2 separate regions of the Mus musculus genome follow, and region 2 is linked to region 1. A link is a contact called in public promoter capture Hi-C data. All regions are on one chromosome and are shown on one strand. The core of a region is the stretch at or near the end of the contact, and the rest is flanking DNA. Distances in the headings are between cores, read along the strand shown. Region 1 holds the start of Ythdf2 (YTH N6-methyladenosine RNA binding protein 2). Region 2 holds the start of Slc9a1 (solute carrier family 9 (sodium/hydrogen exchanger), member 1).

Region 1 (7,191 bases), core at 4,644-7,143:
GCAAAACATCCATACATACATATCTATCTATCTCTATAATCGCTATCTACACACACACACATACATGTATACATACATCTAAAAAAAAAAAAAAAAAAAAAACCAGGCCTGACAGTTGCTCTTAAACAAGTTCTCACTATGTAGCAGGCAAGCCAGGCTGGCCTTATACTCCCAGAGATCCTCCAGCCTCTGCCTCCCAAGAGCTAGAATTAAAGGCTTGAACCACCATGCCCAGCTTGGTGCAGAATAACAGGATTTTACTCTATATCCCAAAGAGGTAGGGCAACTTCTAACTCCTGCTAATCCAGGTCTAGTGGAGATGATGTCTTTATTAAAACTTCTTAGTTTTGAATTTAAAAAATGGGGGCTAAAATTTATAGCCAGGCATGGTGGCGCACGCCTTTAATCCCAGAACTCAGGAAGCAGAGGCAGGCAGATTTCTGAGTTCCAGGCCAGCCTGGTCTACAGAGTGAGTTCCAGGACAGCCAGGGCTATACAGAGAAACCCTGTCTCGGAAAAAAAAAAAAAAAAAGTGGGGATTTTGAAGCTGGATGGTGGTGGCACACACCTTTGATCTCAGCACTTGAGAGATAGAAGCAGGCAGATCTCTATGAGTATGAGGTCAGCCTGGCCTACAAAGTGAGTTCCAGAAAACCCAAGGCTACACAGAAAAAAAATCCTGTCTGGAAAAACAAAAACAACAATAACAACCAAAAAAGGTGGGAATTATGCAAGATCAGTGTTCGAGTTTCCCAGCACAAGAGCCAGACCTCATAGTACATGCCTATAATCCCAGCAATTGGGGAAACGGGGGGGGGGGGGGGGGGGAAGGGGGGGATATCAGGCATGAAGGTAGAATTCAAGGTCTTTCTTAGCTATATAGTAAGTTTAAGACCTCACAAAACCAGATAACATATCCAACAAGAACCTGATAACCTCTTCTGACCTCCAGGCACACACGTGCTGTAGATACATATACACAGGCAAAACACTCAAAACATAAAATTGGTAAGTCTTAAAAATGAGGGCCAAAAGATGGTTCAAAGGGTAAAGATATTTACTGTCATGCTTGATAACCGGAGTTCAATCACCAGCACTCATATGGCGACAAGAACTGGCACTGTCAAGTTACCCTCTGACTTGTACACACATGCCATGGCAGGTCCACACCCACATAAGAAGATATGTAAAACAACAAAGCTCCGTGAGATGGCTCAGTAGTCAGGCTCAAGAACCTGATCCTGGATCCCACATGGTGAACAGAGAAAGCCAACTTCTGCAAATTGTTCTCTGTGTGGTAGCACATATATGCCCAGTTCTTTTGTGTGTGTGTGTGTGTGTGTGTGTGTGTAAGGAAACATTGGAGAGTCGGGCAGTAGTGGCACAGGCGCCTTTAATCCCAGCACTCAGGAGGCAGAGGCAGGGGGATTTCTGAGTTCGAGGCCAGCCTGGTCTACAGAGTGAGTTCCAGGACAGCCAGAGCTATACAGAGAAACCCTGTCTCAAAAAACCAAAAACAAAACAAAACAAAAAACCAAAAAAACAAAAAACCAGGAAGGAAGGAAGGAAGGAAGGAAGGAAGGAAGGAAGGAAGGAAGGAAGGAGAAAGAAAACAAAACAAAATGGAAAGAACTAGAAATCTCAAGTTCTAGTCCACATGCCTAGTCTAAGCATTCTTCCCTCATAAACTTAGTGTTTACTAAGTAAACTGTGTAAGAATCTGGAAGGGAAATAGTGGTTTCCAAAGGACTTAAGATTCAAGGGGGGTTGGGGGGGTAGTTTAGTTCCCGTTTCGTCTCATCTATAAAATGAATGACTGCCATTTGAAATTCACACTACCTTTTGCATTAGAAGTAGAAAAATATAATACAAATAAGTCTATAACCTTAAATAATCAGAAATACAAAATTATGTACAATTACTCTTCACATCAAGTATACAGATTATTATTATATGAAAGCCTTGATGTTTTGTTTGGGTTTTGCAAAAAAATTCCTACAGAACTACTGGGCATGGTTGATGTGTGTATGCCTTTCATCCCAGCACTGGAGAGGCAGACTCAGGTAAATCTCAATTATTGGGAGCCAACCTGATCTACATAGACATAGTTCCAAGCCAGCCTGGGCAATACTCTTAAGACTCTATCTCAAAACTTAATTAAATGAACCTACAGTGTAGAGAATGATCAAGTTTAAAACAAGAGGTATATAACACTGATTCCCATAAGTACATAACCCAACTCAAAATACTCTGCCTTAGCTGTAATAGTTCCAGCAACTCATTATTTGCCGATCCATAGCTACCAATAGGTAGATTTATCCTGAAGAGACTTAGAAAACTAAGTACCTTAGTACTTAAACTTGTATTACCAAGGCCAGGAAACAGTATAAACTGTATTCTTTAGCCTCTAAATACATCTACACAATAAATTTTTCAACTGATAAGACCGTGATAAAGCCAAGTATGGTGCCTTATGCCTTTAATCCTAGGATTAAGGAGACAGAAGCAAACAGATCTCAGTAAGTATGAGGCTAGTCGAGACTACATAGGGAGACTCTCCCACCCCACCCACCAAAAAGAGAAAAAAGAAAAAAGAAAAGATTTAGTATGAGGCCCTGTGTTAGACACAGCATATTCTGTAGTCATGGCTAGCCTAGAATTCTTTTTTAAAAAAAGAAAAAGGCATGTTTAAACCTCTGTGTAACAGACCTGGCTGCCCTGGAACTCAACTTTGTAGAGCAGGCTGGCCTCAAGCTCACAGAGACTCATCTTACTCTACCTCCCAAATGCTGGGACTAAAGTCATCATGTAAAGGTTAGCCCAGAACTCTTTTAAGACCAGACTGGCTTCAAACTCAAAAGATCCACTTGCCTCTGTCTCCCTAGTCCTTGAGTTAAAGGCATGAGGCACAACACCCAGCTCTGTGAATTACTCTAGATTATATACAAGAAACAAAACAAAACAAAATCAGCCATAGTCCTTCAAGGTCTATAGCCATACCTCAGTTTTTAAAAGTCACTAAGCTTCAGCTTCTCTAAGAAGACAAAACGCTCTCACCAGCACAGGTTATGCCAAGACACAGGTGAATGGCTATACCTGAGATGGCAAGTTCACACATGCCAGAGCTCCACACTCTCAATTACACAATACTGTGCAAGAACTACCTAGAATGGGTCCTAAATGCTCCCACTCAGTTACAATGATTAGGAAAGCAAACGACATCATTAACAGCAATTATTAATATTTCATTCCTCTGCTTCTTTGATTGGCTGGTTAGCCAGTGTGGAAACTTTTTGTACTCTCAATATGAAGATTTTTAGATAAGCTATCTCAAAAACCTTAGGGAACAATCGGGTCCAAATCTGAATACATACATATATGTCAAGTTACTGAATACATACATATATGTCAAGTTACTGAAAACCAGCCATATGTTTTTCCTACAGAACAGGTTCAAATTTTTATATCAATGTTCCACAAACTTCTTAATCTATGCTACAGCATCCTAAAATCAAAACCTTCAACTCTTTTGGATACATTTATCTGTGAATTTACATTAACCAAAATTGTGTGGCTGTCCTAAGAGGAGACAATAAAGCTGGTGAATCAAACAATTCATACATACAGTTCATATTAGGAGTATCTACATATATATGCAACTAGTCCTCCCATCAAATAAATGTATCTCAAACTTTTCTTGGTGGCAATGGGAACTACACTAGAAGGACACACTGATGCATAAGCCCTCTACCTGGCCCTACCTGCAACCGCAATCATTCTTGGTCTGAATGTCAACTGTGTTCAACAGTGTTTTAGCCTCCTTTAACAAACACATTAGCCAAAAGAGCTATGCACAAAGTTGTTCTCTACAGATACTAAACAACCAAAAATCACCATCTAGCGCCCCACTGTCTCACTTTGAAATAGTTTTAATACACAAAGAGCCTCACTGGAGACAAAAGAGAAGTAAGTTTTGTATAGGTGAGGTTCAGGTGATCATTCACTAGAATTTCCTCACTACATTATCATCCCAATTTCCCTAAAAGACAAGGTTTTGTTTTCTTTAGAGCTCAGGCTAAACTCTGGCCAATATTCTTAAGCTGTGCACTAATCCTTTCCTGGCAAACAAGGGGCAATTACTCATGCCAGCATAACAGCTCTTATACAACTCGCGTTATCAGTAATGCAGTCTCAGAGCACATGCTTTGTTGACCACACAGCTTATATCTTTAATGTTTTATATAACAAATTAGTAAGTTGTATTAGGAGTCAGCCACACACACACACACACACACACCCAAACACACCCAAACACAAAAGTGAGACAGGGCAGAGAAAGTCTAACAGTACACTGTCCCCTCAGATAATATAGAACAATTTACTACTCACCGGCCTTGCCTGTGGGCTCAAGTAAGGTTCGAAATCATCATCATTTAGTCCATCCTTTTGATGCACAGAACCATTTTGTACTAGAGGGGAAAAGTTAAATTAGCAATGCCCTGGTCCGAAGAGCTCCCTTCCAAACCCATCCATCAGTTTACATTCACACCAGGAAGAAACCATGCTAGTTCCAAGAGTCACTTGGTTTGAAACTCCGGGGAATAACGATGAGCGCCAGGGCTGAAGCAAGAGCCGGACAGTGAAAAAGAGTCTCCACCCCAGAGCGAGCTGATCTTTTTAAAAGGTCAGTGTATTGGCTCCTTCGAATTTCAATTCCCTCCGGCTTTCTCTCCCCGCTTCCTTCACATGTGAGTGACTTCCAGAAAGTGCTCCACGAGGAGGAAACACAAAGGGCTCCTAAGACCTACGAGAAAACTAAGGACCTGGTGCTTCTCAAAATGCATTCCACCCCCGGCCGCTCATGAATTACTCGTTGTTAACGAAAAAAGCTGCCCGCCAGCTGCAGGGCCACACCAAAAGGGGCGACCGCCCCGCGCGCGGCACCTGCGACCCGAGCGGCTTCGGAAAGGTCCTTTCCCCGGGGCGCGTCCTCGAGCCACCGCCCCCACGGCCCGGCGGACCCCCCTCCCCATCCCGGCCGGCGGCCACCCGGAGGAGCGGGGTCTTACCTTTGTTTCCTTGACCTTTTGGTCTCTGCGAGAGGAGGGGACGTCGCCGAGCAGCAAGTCGTCCGAGAAGAAAACGGAAAAGGAAAGACAAATGAACGCGGGGCCCGAGCAGGGAAGAAAGGAACCGGCCTGGGGGGGACGCGTGGTGAGGGGGAGGCGGGGACGAGCGCTAGGCCGGCGGGGCAGCCCCGGCAGCCCGGCCACCCGGCAGCCACACGAGGGAAAGAGAGGAAACGAGGAAGGGAAGCCCGGGCCGCTACTGGGAGGGAGCGCGGCGCGGCCGGCCCGGCCCGGGGAGGAGCGGGAAGAGCGGGCCGGGCGGGAGACTCAGGGCGCGGCCGGTCTGAGGCCCGAATCCCGAGCCGCGAGAGGCGCCCGCCGCGGCCCGGCCAGGAGCGGCGGGCCCGGGCCTAGTCGGGCCCCGTCTCGCCTCACACAATGGCCGAGACATGCGGGCTGGGCCTGTACCTGCTCCAAGAGGCTGCTGGCCGACATGGCTCTCGGATCCTCACGGGGAACGACGGCGGCGGACTCCTCGTCGGGACAGCGGCGGCGGCGGATGAGCCCCGACGACGGGAGCAGAGGGTGCGGCGGCGGCTTTTGTCCCTGACACTCGGAGCCTCGCCTCGGCGGACGCAGCAGAGACACAGCGCGCGACTCGGGCTCCGGCTCCGATCCGGCGACGCTCTAGGCCGCCGAGCTCAACGCCCGTCTCTATGCTCCGGAGCGCGCGCCCGCCCCCTCGCAGCCCGAATGGGGGAGGCCGAGCGGCAGAGGCGGGCGGCGCGCGCGGCGCGAGCGCTGACTCTCACAGTCGCTGACCCACGCGGAAGGGCCCGGCGCGAAGCATCTCGGGAAGGGAGAGCCGCGCCCGTGGCGCCCTCTGCTGGGCTGGAGGAGCGGAAGCGGTGCGCGCGCGGTCTCCCCGCCCCCACCGCCGCCGCTTTGGGCCTAGGAGCCCTGGGTGGCACCGGGGGTCACCACTGGAGTTTTTTGGCAAACACCTAGAGAATAATTGTTTTGTCTTAAGAAAACACGCAGAAGCCCCTTTCTTAATGGGGCAGAGGCTTCTACTCTGTGTAGGACTTGAGCCCTAACTCATAACTGCATTTGATAACTCTCCCCCAATTTGAAAAGGAACCAGAAGAGAGGTCCTAAGAGCTCACAGGGAAAACTTCATGGAGGTCGGCCCAGAAGACACCCGCGCCCTTCCTTAAGACTATTGTCACCTTCCTTCCTCAGGGACTTGAAAAAAACACCCAGGAGCAGTACTTCCACTAAATATTAAAAAGCCGGCCCTCACTGCCCTGCACACAAGACATTTACCCCTTTGACTTTTGAGGGAGAAAAATATACACTCTCTTTTTTTCAGAGAAGTCAGTGACCCCAAAATAATCTAGTAAACTCTGGACTTTATTCCCAAGAAAAAGACACCTCACCCGTATGCACAGTGTCACACACACTTTCTTGAAGTCTGTTGGACCCTAAGAGGAAATATTCGTGATCTAAGGACTGGAAAATGAACGCTATTCCAGTATGTGCTGTGTGCAGGGCTTTGTCATTAAGTGCTTTCTGACACATTAAATTTAAAGACTTTCAACAAGTTCAAAGTGCCTATCAAACAATGTTACAGCTGGGAAAAGGGAGATTAAGCATGCTGCCAAAGTTATCAAGTTATTAAATAGATCTGTGCTTTTGACACAAAGAACAACATAATATCATTCTTCAACAGCTAGAAAAGAAATCCTGTATTCATGAGCTAAGATTCACTGGAGAGCCAAAGGATGAGCAAAGGCAGGTTTTTTTTTGTTTGTAGGGTTTTTTGTTTGTGTTTTGAGACAGGGTGCCTCTAGCTGTCCTCAAACTCACTAGGTAGACCAGGCTAGCCTTGAACTCAGAATTCTGCCTGCCTCTGCCTCCTAAATGCTGTTATCAAAGGCATGCACCACCAAAGGCATTTTTAATTTAAAAAAAAAAAAATCACGAGCTGGGCGTAGTGGTGCATGCCTTTAGTCCCAGCACTCGGGAGGCAGAGGCAGGCAGATTTCTGAGTTCGAGGCCAGCCCGGTCTACAAAGTGAGTGCCAGGACAGCCAGGGCTACACAGAGAAACCCTGTCTCAA
Region 2 (6,251 bases), core at 1,215-3,714, 1.2 Mb after region 1:
AGTCATTCCCTTTTCTCACCTCCATTGGAGCTACTGTTTGTCTTTCATCTGTTCTCAGTATTGTCTTAAAGTGTTGGGGATCGAACCCGGGGTGTTGCTCATGCTAGGACAGCTGCTCCATGATAGTCTCCGAATCCCATAACACACCCCTCATGTGTGTATGGGTATGGTATATGCATAGTGTGTTGTGTTGTGTGCAAGTGCATCAGCCTTGTACAGGCAGACGCCAAACTAGGAATCATGTTTCCTGTGACCTTTCCTTAGTCTCTCAAGATGGAGTCTCTCACTGAACCTGGAGCCAGGCTGGTGGGCAGCAAGCCCTAGCAATCTTTTTTGTCTCCATTCTCCAAGGTACGAGGGTTAAAGGTATGTGGGCATACTTGGCTTTCTTGTTCTTTTCTTTTAACTCTGAGAGCTGGGGATTTATTTGAATGATGGTCCTTAGCCACTAAAGCATCTTTCCAGGTCTGTTTCTGAATCTTCTCTTTCTTTCTTTCTTTCTTTCTTTCTTTCTTTCTTTCTTTCTTTCTTTTCTTTTCTTTTCTTCTTTCTTTCTTTCTTTCTTTCTTTCTTTCTTTCTTTCTTTCTTTCTTTCTTTCTTTCTTTCTTTCTTTTTCTTTTTTTTTTTTTCCGGTCACCTCCCAGTGTCTGAATCTATTCCTGGAAAAACGTGGCAAGGTTCAGAAAAGTCAGAAATGTTTTACACTTGGTTGTCATATCACACTCTTGTTACTTGAAAACACCTTTTTCCAGATGGAAAGTACACAAACTCTGAAGGCATGGTGAACTCCCACAACATAACTGCCTCTGAGTAACTGGGTATGGACCACCCAGTGAAGGAACAGGACACTCCCAGAGCTGGGAAGCTCACCTTGAGCTCTGGAGCTGACCCTAATCACCATTCACAGTCCCACTCCACGCCTCATGCCTATGTCCCTAGCTCAGCAGAAATCCTTGTCAAGAAAGTTCTGAAGAGATTTGTCAAACGAAAACAAACCCCTCTAACAGCCCCTTGAACAAATCACCTTGGATTTCTCGGCTTTAATTAACCTTTCCATGAAACAGGATGGCATTTGAAATGATTTAAAAACTTCTCAGTCTGGGCTCAGCGGTGGTGTGCTTACCTAGCACGCACAGGGTTCTGTGTTCAGATCCTACTTCTGAGGGGGGGGGGAAGAGTTCTCATGATTGCACCATGTAGACACAATGTCTCGACCTTTCTGAACTCTAATCAATATCATTCATTCAAATTCCAGTTCCGGCTGTGTGTGGTGGTGCATACCAGTAATCCCACTTGAGAGGGAGAGGCAGGAGGATTGCCAAAAATTAGAAGCCAGCTGGGCTACATTGTAAGAATGTAGCCTTTCGCACAAAACAGAACATGCCCCTTCTGGAAGCTGTTTTCTGTCTGCAGATAATAAAAATCCTTCTTTTCTCTTTAAACCAGACAGACAGACAGACAGATAGACAGACAGACAAAAACAATACCCAGCCTCTTACTTTTTGGTTGTTTCACTACTGTTATGAGTTGAAACACGCCCTTTCAAAAGAAGCTGAAGTCCTACCCCTGCCCACCCCTCAGTGCCCGAGAATGTGGCTTTATTTAGATGAGGGGTTTTGTTGTTGTTGTTGTTGTTTTAAATCTCTTTGAGACAGGGTCTCCCTACTGACCTCAGCCTGGTCTAGAACTCACTTTGTTACACAAGCTGACGTTGAGTTAAAAATTCCTCTTTCTTTAGTTTCCCAAATGCTGGAATTACAGTTTCCCACCGTTCGTGGCTCAGATTGGGTTTTTGAAGTTGATCAAGGTAAGGTACGCCATTAGGGCCAATTCCTAATTCAATTTGCTTGGAGTCCTTTTAAAGGGGGAAATTTGGACCTAAAGACGGATACAGGGAGGCTGGGGTTATGCCGCCACAGTCAAGGGAAGCCAATACATTGCCATCAAAGCACCTGTGGCTGGGATGCAGGAACGGATTTCAGCTCACACGGTCCTCAGCACAGGTCAATGCTTGGGAACATACAGAGTGCAGATTTCTAGCCCATTTCATTCATTCATTTAACTTTATTTTGTGACACTGGGCATAGGAACCAATGGTAGACAAGCACTCTACCTCTGAACCACGATCCCATCCCTTTCATTCTAAACATTTCTCATAGATCACCTCATTTAACCATCTTGTTATCCTTTTGTTATAGCTATCCATCTCCACCTTACAGTTGAGAAAGCTGTGAAACAGAGAGGCTAAATAACTTGTTCAAAGTCACATGCTAACAAGAAAACACTTTGTAGATAGTACAGTATGTCACTCGTGTTAGATTGTACTTTTTTTTTTTTTTTTTTTTTTCCAATTTAGGTCTCGGCTTCCTCTTCTTACGTGACACTTCCTTCCCTGGGCGACAGGGGCCGCTGCACCGCGCGGGCGCTGACAGGTCTCTCTAGCTTGCTGCGCCTGCTACTCGTTGGTGCCTATAAATGGCTGCGCTGTGCTCAGCGAGGCATCAGTCCGCTACCGCGGGACCCGGGGCTGTGTCAGGTCTGGAAGTGGAGCTGGAGCTGACCGAAGGAGCTGCCGCTGGGCCGGGGTGGAACACAGCTCTGCACCGGGGTCTTAAGGAGGGGTGTGTTGCTGCTGGCTCACTGCGAGCCGCCTCCAGCCTGCGCCGAGGCACCTTCCCGCCAGGCCGTCTGCCTCTGTCTTCCGCCTCCCTCCATTTCCCCGGAATCTCAGCCCGGCGCGGCTGGACCCTGGCTCTCCTGTGGGTGGGAAAGCCCCAGCCTTTTTCCTGCTATACTCCTTTATCCCAGGCTGGCCTTCCAGCCTTCTCTCGCCTTTCCCTGCGGAGTGGGTCTCACCCTTTTCCGTCTTTAGCCCAGGCTCCTTACCCCTCCCCTTTAGCCGAGTTCCAGCACCCTGGTGATTTTCCTTAGCCAAAGGTCCTATCCTTCTTCCTCCTTTCCCTTGCCCGTGGTCCAGCCTATCCGGCCCTTCCCCTCTCTTCAGGACGCAGTTTCCCCGATTTCCTTCTCTCAGCCTGAAGTTCTAGATCCTTTCGGTTTCCTCCTTAGTCCCTCCAAGGTACTTAACCCCTTTTTGCAGTTTGGACTTTGAGATTGTGAATCTCTAGAAAACGAAAATACTTCTCTAAAACATGAACTTTTCCTAGAGATTGCCCCAGTCTCACCCCATCTGCAGGACTCCTTGCTACCTATGTCCCAGGTCTTACACGCACTTCGCTAAGGGCTGAGGCCTCCTAGGCTGGGGGATCAGTATGATGCTTCGGTGGTCCGGCGTCTGGGGATTTCATCCACCTCGGATCTTCCCCTCCTTGCTGGTGGTGGTTGCCTTGGTGGGACTGCTACCTGTTCTCAGGAGCCACGGCCTCCAGCACAGCCCTACTGCCAGCACCATCAGAGGTTCTGAACCACCCCGGGAACGCTCAATTGGGGATGTCACCACGGCACCATCAGAGCCTCTCCATCGCCCAGATGACCACAATTTGACCAACTTAATCATTGAACATGGCGGTAAGCCATCTCGGAAGGCCTTCCCAGTCCTGGACATTGACTACCCTCACGTGCGCACACCCTTTGAGATCTCCCTCTGGATTCTCCTGGCCTGCCTCATGAAGATAGGTAAGTGCATGATGGTGCTGTTGCTGCCACCACCAGATAGGTGAGCTTCTTGCCCCACTTGTTACCAGGTTCTGCTTCTCAGGCTCTGAATGAACCACTTCTGCAACGCGGGCGGGCAGCCTCTCCCTCCTTTTTGTTGGTCCTTAAACTCCAGCTCTGGCCTGTGAGCTGGCATTATGTAGCAGGAGGGAGGGTCAGGAGCGTGCACGAGATGGGATGCTTCTGATATTGGTTTCAGAAAAGCTGCCAAGGCTTGGCTGGTCTCCTACAGCTGGGATGGGACCTAGAGAGGAGGCAGGTGCTTAGCTATGTGTAAGACAGGAATATCCTTTAGCAAGTGGCCCTTTCTGTCCTGTCAACAGGAATCAGTACGGATTTATTACATTCTTTGTGAAAGGGTGTTTTAGGACTTGGCCTGTCTAAGGATTTTGCGTAGAGTAAGGAACTAGGTACAAGGCACTTAGGTGTGTGGTAGAACACAGGGATCCCCAGAGACTTATTTACCTTCATCCCCAGAGTGATACCTCTCAGCTTTGCCTGCCAAGGCCAGTCAGAAGCCCCTGAGTCAGGTCCCAGTCCAGAAATGCCAACCGTTATCCAGTTCATAGGAATGGCTACAGCCAGCCATTTGGGGATGGCAAGAAAGTAGAGGAGGTTGAGGTTTGGTTCAGGTTTGTACCCAACTGACTAGAGACGGGGACCACCCATTGAAGGCAAAGAGATAGAGAAGAGCTGGGTCTAAAGAGATTTTAAAATATTCTTTTTGGAAGAATGACATGAAAATGCTGTTCCTTCTCCAAGGGTTGGGGTTCCTGCCCAGCCTGAGCACCCTGTTCTGCTGGGTGATTGGTGGGGTTCTCCCGAGGCTGCATAGCCCAGAAGTTCCTGGAGATGGTATCTAGGGGGCTTTTCAAGCTACCTTAAGTTTTCCAGCCCACTTTCAGCGAACTGAAAGTGGGAGCCACCGGGTCTCTCTCTGCTTCCCTCTTTGCTTGAGATTTGGGTTTTGAGGAGTTAGAGACTCTGGGCAGGAAGTCTCGCAGCTTCTTTTCCCAAGGACACCAAACTGGTGTGAGGCTGGCCCTGTGGCATGCTGCAGGAACTAACCAGTACCTCTGTTTTGATAGATCCAGGAGCTGGCTTCCTGGTATGGGGCTTTGGTGCTGAGGTGGTTACAGTGGCCGAGTTAGGGCATGGAGCTGGGCCATCAGCACCTACACCCTGATGGCAGCCAGCTTCCTGGGGGGGAAAAAAAAATCAAGGTCTGAGCAAGGGGAACCGTGGATACAGATTCAAACCTAAATGCATGACCTTGAACAGCTGAGTGTCTTCCTGAAGGTCTTTCTTGTGAAATAAGCATCGGAATTGCTATTTGACTATATCGATTGACTCATGACACCGTGTGTCTGTATTTGTTGTAAGACCCTGAAGTGACCATAATATGTCATTTGTCTGTAGGAGGCGAGGGAGAGACTGGAGAGACTTCATAAGTGCTGCCTGTAAATTAACACCTCCCTCAGCCCCGTGGTGTCCCAGTCCTGGGAGCTGGCACACACACTGCAGACCTGTGTCTGCTGTTAGTCAGTACACTAGCATGACCAGAAAGACCCCACTCTGGGAAGTCCCAACTTTGTTCCTGCAGACCTGATAGCTCTTGTCCTAATGTGTGCTGGCTGGCCCTGACCTGCTTTGTCAACAGACCCTGGGCCACTGGATACCATAGACGGTGCCGGCAAGGATATCAGTCAGGAAACTGAGTTCTCCTCCCCCCCTCCCCCCATGACCTTGACCAATCATGTCTCCTTAGCCTGCTGATCTTCAGGATCCTTTCCAGGTCTGACATTTCTGTTGTTGCTCCGATTCTGGAAACCCCGGTTAAGCTTTTGAAACTCGGACCTCAGTTTTCCTTCTGTAAAATGGGGAGGCTGAATCTGATCCCCCATGCAATCCCAAAGGCCTGTGTGTCTGGCTTGGAAAGGCGTTTTTTCTGCTTCTGAAAATGGGGGCCTTGGCACCTGGCCGTTCTGGGGCTAAAGAGTAGAGGGAATGGGGACGAAGGACCTCAAAGCGCTGTGCAGATGGCAGCCATGAAACTCCACTCTCCACCTGCGCCTTTGAGTTAAGGTTAGATGTGAGGTCGCTGTGTAGAATGCACCACCCACCCACCGGTTCACATTCTCTGAGCCTCTTTATCAGAAAATGAGAAGTGCAGGCTGGTGTGTAGTTCAGAGGTAGAGGACATTCGCAAAGTACAAGGTTCAAAAGTGTGTGAGTGCTAGCAGTGTGATGCATACAGTGCATAAAGTTGGCTTGCTGCACATGAGAGAGCAGGGTGAGGAGCCGCCACCTACGGCAGAATCCTACCTCCTATATTCTCTGAGATTGGAGCGCTACGCTATTCACTATTCCTTAGCCCTGGTCCACCGTCTGTCTTTCCTTAAGGTTTCAGATCTGTTTATCTGACTTATTCTGTCTGTCTGTCTGTCTGTGTGTGTCAGGGTTTCTCTGTGTGGCCTATCCTATCTTTTCTCTTGAGCTGCCTCCTTTTGGTGGTTGTCGGAAGATTCGGGGTGGTGCCTTGATAACAGGCTGGAGGGCTGGGGCAGTGAACTCT

Evidence for each region. Capture Hi-C pulls out chosen DNA fragments and counts their contacts.
Region 2: a contact with region 1 is called in a promoter capture Hi-C map of liver, with 2.6 times the contacts expected there. The contact joins the promoter of Slc9a1 here to the promoter of Ythdf2 in region 1. A contact is called at or near these places in 1 of 39 promoter capture datasets (pre-B cells), 1 of 484 Hi-C or Micro-C datasets (neutrophils) and 1 of 9 other capture datasets (liver).

Annotation. Positions count from the first base shown.
Region 1 is chr4:132,206,363-132,213,553 of GRCm38.p6, forward strand. Ythdf2 (YTH N6-methyladenosine RNA binding protein 2) reads right to left here and starts at 5,894. Exons shown (of 5, transcript NM_145393.4): 1 at 5,538-5,894; 2 at 5,070-5,094; 3 at 4,390-4,469. The coding sequence starts at 5,564.
Region 2 is chr4:133,367,271-133,373,521 of GRCm38.p6, forward strand. Slc9a1 (solute carrier family 9 (sodium/hydrogen exchanger), member 1) reads left to right here and starts at 2,465. Exons shown (of 12, transcript NM_016981.3): 1 at 2,465-3,637. The coding sequence starts at 3,274. Mir5122 (microRNA 5122) reads left to right here and starts at 2,506; the gene lies at 2,506-2,594.